Linked DNA regions of Mus musculus: region 2 is linked to region 1. Evidence: chromatin contacts called from public Hi-C data. All regions are on one chromosome and are shown on one strand. The core of a region is the stretch at or near the end of the contact, and the rest is flanking DNA. Distances in the headings are between cores, read along the strand shown. Region 1 overlaps Mtfr1l (mitochondrial fission regulator 1-like). Region 2 has its middle 31 kb from the start of Ldlrap1.

The links. A called contact is a pair of places that touch in the nucleus more often than the background predicts.
Region 2: a Hi-C map of bone marrow-derived macrophages shows a contact between it and region 1, with 21 read pairs. The contact joins two enhancer-like sites. A contact is called at or near these places in 14 of 39 promoter capture datasets (the 3T3-L1 cell line, 3T3-L1-derived adipocytes, the C10 cell line and 8 more), 17 of 484 Hi-C or Micro-C datasets (CD4 T cells, the MNK3 cell line, Th1 cells and 12 more), 17 of 115 datasets of contacts at active chromatin or transcription factors (the SCID.adh cell line, astrocytes, bone marrow-derived macrophages and 11 more) and 3 of 9 other capture datasets (adipose tissue, liver and macrophages).

What each region holds. Positions count from the first base shown.
Region 1 is chr4:134,525,250-134,528,946 of GRCm38.p6, reverse strand. Mtfr1l (mitochondrial fission regulator 1-like) reads left to right here. Exons shown (of 7, transcript NM_029759.4): 7 at 2,435-3,392. The coding sequence ends at 2,540. Among named protein-coding and RNA genes, the nearest start is that of Mtfr1l, 8.3 kb to the left of the region's middle. Within about 2 kb of position 2,301, at least 29 of the 459 cell types and tissues checked have an H3K27ac peak or open chromatin away from gene starts, as enhancers often do. A contact at or near this core is called in bone marrow-derived macrophages, where this site is marked.
Region 2 is chr4:134,796,988-134,800,833 of GRCm38.p6, reverse strand. No RefSeq gene overlaps it. Among named protein-coding and RNA genes, the nearest start is that of Ldlrap1, 31 kb to the right of the region's middle. Within about 2 kb of position 1,758, at least 33 of the 459 cell types and tissues checked have an H3K27ac peak or open chromatin away from gene starts, as enhancers often do. A contact at or near this core is called in bone marrow-derived macrophages, where this site is marked.

The DNA.
Region 1 (3,697 bases), core at 1,052-3,551:
TGTTCTACTAGTTACCTCAGTCGAGTGTTAAGACTGCAGCTATGGAGCTGGAGAGCACTTAGTTTACACGCTGCTAGCTACCACGTTTCCCATGCTCTATCCTTTCGAGGTTTTTAGGACATACTGGTGTCTCAAACTAGTAGACTTTGGTGGAAGGAAAATTTCATAACAGGTTTTATTGTTGAAATAGTGAGATGGCTCAGTGGTTAAAACCACTATGCGCTCTTGCAAAGGACCCAAGTTTGATTCCCAGTACCCACAGTACAACTATCTGTAACTCCAGCTCAGGATCTTACATCTCTAGCTGCTTTCTGCAGGCACTTGCACTCATAAATAGTACTGTATAATGCAAAACCTTCAAGTTCAGGGACTTGAGAACCAAGCTTTGTTTTTAGATTTAAAAAAACAGGGTTTTTCTGTGTAGCCCTGGCTGTCCTGGAACTCCTCTGTAGACCAGGCTGCCTCTGCACCTGAGTGCTGAGATTAAAGGCATTTGCCACCACCTCGTGCCTTCATATATAAAATATATTATGTAAAATTCATATAAATCTGGCTGCTTACCAAAACTGATTTAGGGCGGTGTTTGTTGGTTGGTTTGTGTTTTGAGACAAGGTCCTCCTGTAAAGCCCAGGCTGGCCTTGAATTTTCAGAGTTCTGCCTGCCTCTACCTCCCAAGTGCTGGGATCAAAGGCGTGAGCCACCACGCCCGGCCCTGATTTGTACACATTAAACTTACAAAGCAGAATGCCCAGAGAATGAAGCTGTGGGACTTTGTTCAAGCCTGAGGGAATTTGAGCAGGCCTGGAGTTTGAAGCAAGGCCATTCTCGGAGCCCCTGAGAAGCTTCCTGCTAGACAAGCTCTGCAGCTGCCTGGGGGATCCTGTCCTTCACAGCTGCTCCAGATGTACCGAGTGACTCTACAGAGGGCCTTGTTCTTTTTTTTTTTTTTTTTTTTTAAAGATTTATTCATTTATTTATTATATGTAAGTACACTGTAGCTGTCTTCAGACGCACCAGAAGAGGGCATCAGATCTCATTACGGGTGGTTGTGAGCCACCGTGTGGTTGCTGGGATCTGAACTTCGGACCTTCGGAAGAGCAATCGGGTGCTCCTACCCACTGAGCCATCTCACCAGCCCCGAGGGCCTTGTTCTTGAGCACCTTAGTTGGAGGTGGAACTTGGTGGTGGGTGCCCAGTATAACTGTCCTTGTGAGTGCTGGGCAAAAAGCTTGCCACTCCAGCCTTCCTATCTGACACGTAAGGGTTCTCTGATCTCTTACTCCCCCAAATTCAGCTGCTGCGTCACTTCGTTTTGGTTGACCCTGATCCCCTTTTCTTTTCTCTCTTTTTTTTTTTTTTTTTTTGTTGTTGTTTTTCAAGACAGGGTTTCTCTGTGTCGTCCTGGCTGATCTGGAACTCACTCTGTAGACCAGGCTGGCCTCAAACTCAGAAATCCGCCTGCCTCTGCCTCCCGAGTGCTGGGATTAAAGCACCACCACACCCAGCTTGATCCCCTTTTCTTCTACTCATTGTTCTAAACCTTGCCTCTTGTCTGTGTAGCTCAAGCTGGTCTTGAACTTGTGGTCCTTCAGCCTCTGCTTCCCGAGTTCTACAAACAGAGACATTTGTCACCAGCTCAGCTTCTAGTATTTGGCTTCTTAGAGCAAATTATATCCAAACCATTGCCAAACCTGTCCCACATGTGTCTTGGCATCTTTTTCTCTAATAGAAGAAAGAATGATTCCGTTAGCCAGGTCAGCAAAAGTTCAGATAATGTGATAGACCAAAGACAATCCTTGTTTTACTTTCAGATTTGAAGTTAATCTTTGACCTTCAGGTATTTCTTCAAAGACCAGTTAAATTACACCTTCAGGAGATAAGTGTAAAAATTAGCAGCTTCAGACAACTATTTCCAGAGCATCCAGGATGCTCTTTTATATAAATGTGTGCCTACTTTAGAGTTCAATTTGTTCCCACAGTTCCTTATAATGTAGATGATTTTGGTCTTTTAAGGGCGGGGGTTGGGAGGAACCCACAACCAAACAGCTCACTTAAGGGAAGATGGTGGTAAAAGATCTCCAGGATGTCGTGTCTCCAGGACTAGTAAGGATCAGAATGGCTGAGCCATCAGTCATTTACTGAAGACCCTTTTGAGATAAGATCAGAACTCCAACTAATTGATAGGCCTTGATTTTACCCATATTTTGTAGCTGTGTAAGAAATATAGGCATTCTAGTTAAGAGATGGGTCCAGATCAGGTAGGCCAAACAGAGACTGTAACTCCAGCTCTGCGTGCCGAATCTTCCATAGGCGTGGGAACATGCGCTGGTAAGTGCTTCCCAGAGCTGCTGTGAAGATTCAGGGTAAAGAGTGCACATACACCATGACCCAGAACAGAGCAAGGGCTCCCTAAATACAGGTTCTTGTGTCTCAGGAGCCGGAGTTTACTGAAGGAAGAAGACCCTGCTGTCCTCATCTCTGAGGTCCTCAGGAGGAAGTTTGCCCTGAAGGAAGAAGACATCAGTAGAAAAGGGAACTGACAGCACTGACTGCAAACTGTCTCTTGCTCCTGAACTTCAATAGCTGCCTTCCTCACCGCAGATGTCTGTCTCCGAGATCTGCAACCGTCTTGCTGACTAGGGCTTGGGCTAGAAGAGAAGAGCTGGATTACTCGCTGTTTCCTGCACTTAAGCCTTGGCAGGAGCCAAGGTCTATGGTTTTTTGAGATGAAGCATTTGTTACAGATAATTGGGTAGAGTGGAGTGTATCTGCTTAAGGGGTGAAGTTTGTTTTTTCTTGTCTCTGAAAACTAAGCCCTCAATGAACGACTTAATTAACTCACTGCATTAGTCTCCATAATTGGTCTCGCTGGACACGTGCACAGCTGTGGCTCTCAGCAGCTTCCCTGCAGCGCCACTGGGCTAAGGGGGAGCGGCCATTTATGTTCATGTTCACAGGAAGGTCTTCTGCTGCTCCATCCTAGACCTGCCCCAGTGCCCAGCAGTCACCCTTCCCCTCTAGCTACAGAGTCCAGGCCACTGGACCAGCCAACATCTGGGCTGCTGCAGGGAGGCCTGGCCTATTTTTTCTTAAAACATATTTTATAAAACTACAACCTGATCTACCCTCCAGGGCCTCCTCAGTTCCACTGATTGAAATTTTCTTCTTCCATGGACTAAGTCCATCTAGGAAGGAAAAATGAGGAGAAAGAGTGTGGTATCCTCCTTCTAAGACAGTGACCGATTTCTCTGGGTTGGGCCAAGACTTTATTTACTGCATCATGCATGACTCACTCAGGGGCCCTTGGGGCCCTCTTCTCTATGATATGAATACTGTGTGTGTGAGTTGAAGCATTACCTGATATTAAATGAAGGATTTGGAGAAATGGTGAATTTTTTTCTTGGTTCATCTCTGAGTTTTGACCACAGTAACCTCTGGTGAAGAGAGAGCTCCTGACTTCTTTCTTGCCCTCAGGAAAGTGATTCTCACTGTGACCCTTTAATACAGGTCCTTATGCTATGGTGACCTCCCCACAACCCTAAAATTATTTTGTTGCTACTTCATAACTAAATTTGCTACCATTATGAGTTGTAATGCAAATACCTACATGCAACTTCAAGAGGCCATGAGCCACAAGTTGAGACCCTTACATTTCTTAGGTTGGAGAAATGACTTGGAAATCAAGATCACTAGCTGA
Region 2 (3,846 bases), core at 509-3,008, 270 kb before region 1:
CCTCACGCTCATCTGACCCTGCATTTTAATAAGGTCACCTGCGGAGCCCTATCCTGAGTGACAGCCCCAAGCCCCTCTTTAGGCTTTTGGGATTTTAGAATGAAGAGCTTAGCTGCTGAGGGCTGAAGGAGGTGAAGATCTCTAAACCCTACTTCTTGTTTTGAGATAAGTCTCACCATGTAGCTCTTGACTGGCCCATGGAACTGGCTATGTAGACCAAAGTGGAATACAAGAGATCCTGCCTCTGTCTCTCTCCATGTCTGTCCCCTCCCTCCCTCCCTCCAGCTGGAAGCCCAGGCTAGGAGGATGGAGTCTCCTTTGCTGCCCAGCAATGGCTGATCAAAGCAGGTCAGCATCATCACCCAGGGACCCAGGGCAGGTAAACGCCCAAGCGAGGGACCTGAAGTGTGTGTGTCGTCCTATTGGAGCATCTTGAAACAGTGCCATACTGCAGGGTTTTAGACGAGTCTAAACAGACTGCCTCCAGGACAGGCAGAGAGCAGAAGGAGCCTATTCACCATGTCTCCCATCTGCCTGTCTGCTTTCCTGTGTTTCTTGTCAGATTTCCCCCACAAGTGTCTGCTTGTTTTAGCAAGGCGCGAAGATTCCTTCAACAGCCCGGTGCTCGGAGAACAAGTTAGGCTTTTTCTGGTCCTTCCTCCAGGAAGGATTCTGGCTGACACAGTCCAACAATCTTAGTTCTCCCAAGGGTACCATGCTCTTCTTGCCTCCTTCCTTCCTTGGCTGGCTCTGAACAGCTCTGCCTTCTCCCGTCTCAGCTCCTCTGCCCTTGCTCGCTGTTCAAGCTCAGTCCTCCTTGGGCTGGGCTCTCTAGAGCCTGGAGTTGCTCTCTGTAGTACTTCTCGAAAGCATCTAAGGCTTACCTGTGCAAGAAGTCAAGATGAGCATTGTCAAAAATAATTTAAAAAAATAAAATTAAATTAAAAAAAAAAAGATGAGCATCTTCTGGAAGCTGCTCTGTCCTCGTTCTTAGCAGTGCAGTCTGGATACAGTGGAGATAACGGGGATGTGGAACTGAGGGTGGCAGGACCTTTAGTGAGTTTGACCTGAAACCTGTAGTTACGTTTTATTTCCTTTCACGTTTATTTCCTGGGATGGGGCTGAAGGAGGTGAGTCACAGCAGATGTGTAGATGTCAGAGTGGGCTCCTGTAGGTACCAGGTTTGGCTACAGGCTCTTTACCTGTGACACCATGGCTGGACCCTAAACCTGCACTAGTCCTTCGGTTCCCCTCTCCAGCCCCAACTGAATCTGAGAACCTCTGAGAGCCACTGACCTGAACCGCTGCCTGAAGCCATGTCCACCAGCTGCCAGCAGAGGGCGCAGGCTATCTCAGCCCTGGCTACTCCCCACCCGCCAGCTCAGCTGGGCATGGGAGGCTCTTCCCTAAAGACTTTGCTACAGAGTCTGTCACTGACAAACACCAAGTCACCTCCTAGGGGTGCTGAGTGGCCAGGTACTGGATAGATGCAGCTTACTAGTGAGGAAGGCTTCCCTGGCTTCCCTCCCACTGGTATATATCCCCAAATTTCCAACAGTAAACCTGATTACTTTCATAATAAATGAATTTTAAAACAGTTTAAATGTAATTGAAAGACAAATCAAGGGAAGAAAAGAAGGAAGGAGAGTGGTGAAATGATTCAGGGGGTGAAAGTGCTTGCTATGTAAGCCTTCAGGACCTGACCTTGATCCCCAAATTCCATGACAGAAGCAGAAAACTGACTACGGAGCATTGACCTCTGACCACCATGCCTGCCTTGGCGCCTTTGCACTTTTGGTCACATGCACAATAATAGGAGGAGGGGAAGAGGGAGGAGAGGGAGGAGAAGGGAGGAGAGGGAGGAGAAGGGAGAAGAGGGAGGAGAAGGGAGAAGAGGGAGGAGAAGGAAGAAGAGGGAGGGGGAGAACGACTCAGAAAGGAGCTATGCAGCCTAAGGGAAGTCCCTCTAGCACTTACCCCCAGCTGTTAGTTCTCCTGGGGTGTCTGCCTGAGGGAGAAAGTTAGTGGGGTCACAGTCGTCCGAGTGCTCAAGGTAGCTGAGGGTTTGTCTTGTCACCTCAGCAGTGCACTGTCCCCAGAGTTGGAGTTCAGAGTGTTTGGGTTCAGACTGCCCAAGGACAGTGATCCACTCGTTCACACATGGCTGTTCTGAAATGCTAGGAACATCCACAGCCGAGTGGCGGGGAGTAGGCCAAGGTATTTAACCTCAGAGGTGCCCCCCTCTGCTCCCGTGGCTGTGGACATACTGTTTGAGTTGCATAGAATCTCAGACATTTAAAATTGGGAGAGCCAGGTGATGCGGGTGATGGTGGCAAGTGCCTTTAATCTCAGCACTTGGAAGGCAGAGGTAGGCAGAGCTCTGTGAGTTCGAGGACAGCCTGGTTGACAGAGCAGGTTCCACGACAGCTGGGGCTACACAGAGAAACCCTGCCTTGAAATGAGAGAGAGAGAGAGAGAGAGAGAGAGAGAGAGAGAGCAAGTTCTATCAATCATCTATCATTTATCTGTCAACTATGTATTTATCTATTGATTATCATCTGTCTGTCTATCTATCTGTAATCCATTTAGAGATAGTATCTTGCTATGTAGCGTCCAGGCTGGCCTTGAACTCTGTTACCCACCGCTTTGGCATCTCAACAGCTGGGATGACAGACAGGCTTGAGCTCCCATGCCTGATACATTTGTTTTTGAAACTGTGTCTCTGTGTAGAGCAGGCTAGCCACAATCCCCATCCCTTCTGCCTCTGAGTGCTGCTACTGTGGGCTCTTGGACCATACCTGGCCAAGGATTTGGAGTGTCTGTTCAAACACCTGCATACCCAGCCCACTTCTGTACTCCCTGCAGGCCCTGGGAGAGGCGGGGCCGTGGCTCCCACTCTGCCTGCTTGGTGGATTACCTAGGGCCTGGTATCATGCCCTTTTCTACCAACCTGACATCTGGGCTGAATTGAGCTGTGTGGTTTTTGGCAGCAGGGTTGGAAAACGGACTAGAGGACAGGGCTTGAGAGCGACCTTCTGTCCCGGTGACTTGGGGCCTCAGAGGAAATAAATTCTGGTGGCTGGAGCTGGAGAAGTTGGAGCTAGACTCGGTCTCTCACTTCCCCCAGTCACTGAGCTTCTCTCTAGGCCCCAGCCTCCATTTCTCTCAGTCACATCTCTTACAGTGATGTTTACCAATGTCACCTAGCCCAAGAAGGTCCGTGAACATCACCTGCATTGGTGATTTGTAGGCTTCATCGACTGAGGCTTGCTCTCCTTTGCTGTCTTGCCCAAGCTGGCCTCAAATTCCTGGGTTCAAGTGGTCCTCTGGCCTCAAGCTTCTGACATAGCTGGGACCACAGGCATGCACCACCATAACTGGCTTTATCTCAGGTTTTCCGATAATAAACCATAGGATCTGTGGCCAGGAGAAGCTCAAAGGGGACAGAGGCAGAGCAAGCACTGTGCTGTCAGGAAAGGTGAGGAAGCCAGCCAGAGAGAGAAAGCAGCCAGCCAGCAGGGCAGTTGGCTGGCAGGAGCTGCCCCTGCCATGAGTCTGTGTGTTCTGGGCTGGTGAGAGTCAGAGCTGCCTCTGAGGCCCAGGTGGATGGGCATGGCTCCCCACAGGGACCACGGGCTCCCTCACCATCAGGCAGGGATAATAACTCCGTCCCTCCTTGCTGTGGCCTGTACTAAGTTGTGGCCAAGAGCAGAAGTGTCAAATATATCTGGAACTCAGCCTCCTGCTTTCTACAAGAACAGTTGTCCTGGTTAAGAAGAGGGACAGCTGGGGGAAGTCAAAGCCAGCCCTCAGGTCTGGTGGTGACACAGGACTGTCTTCCTGTGT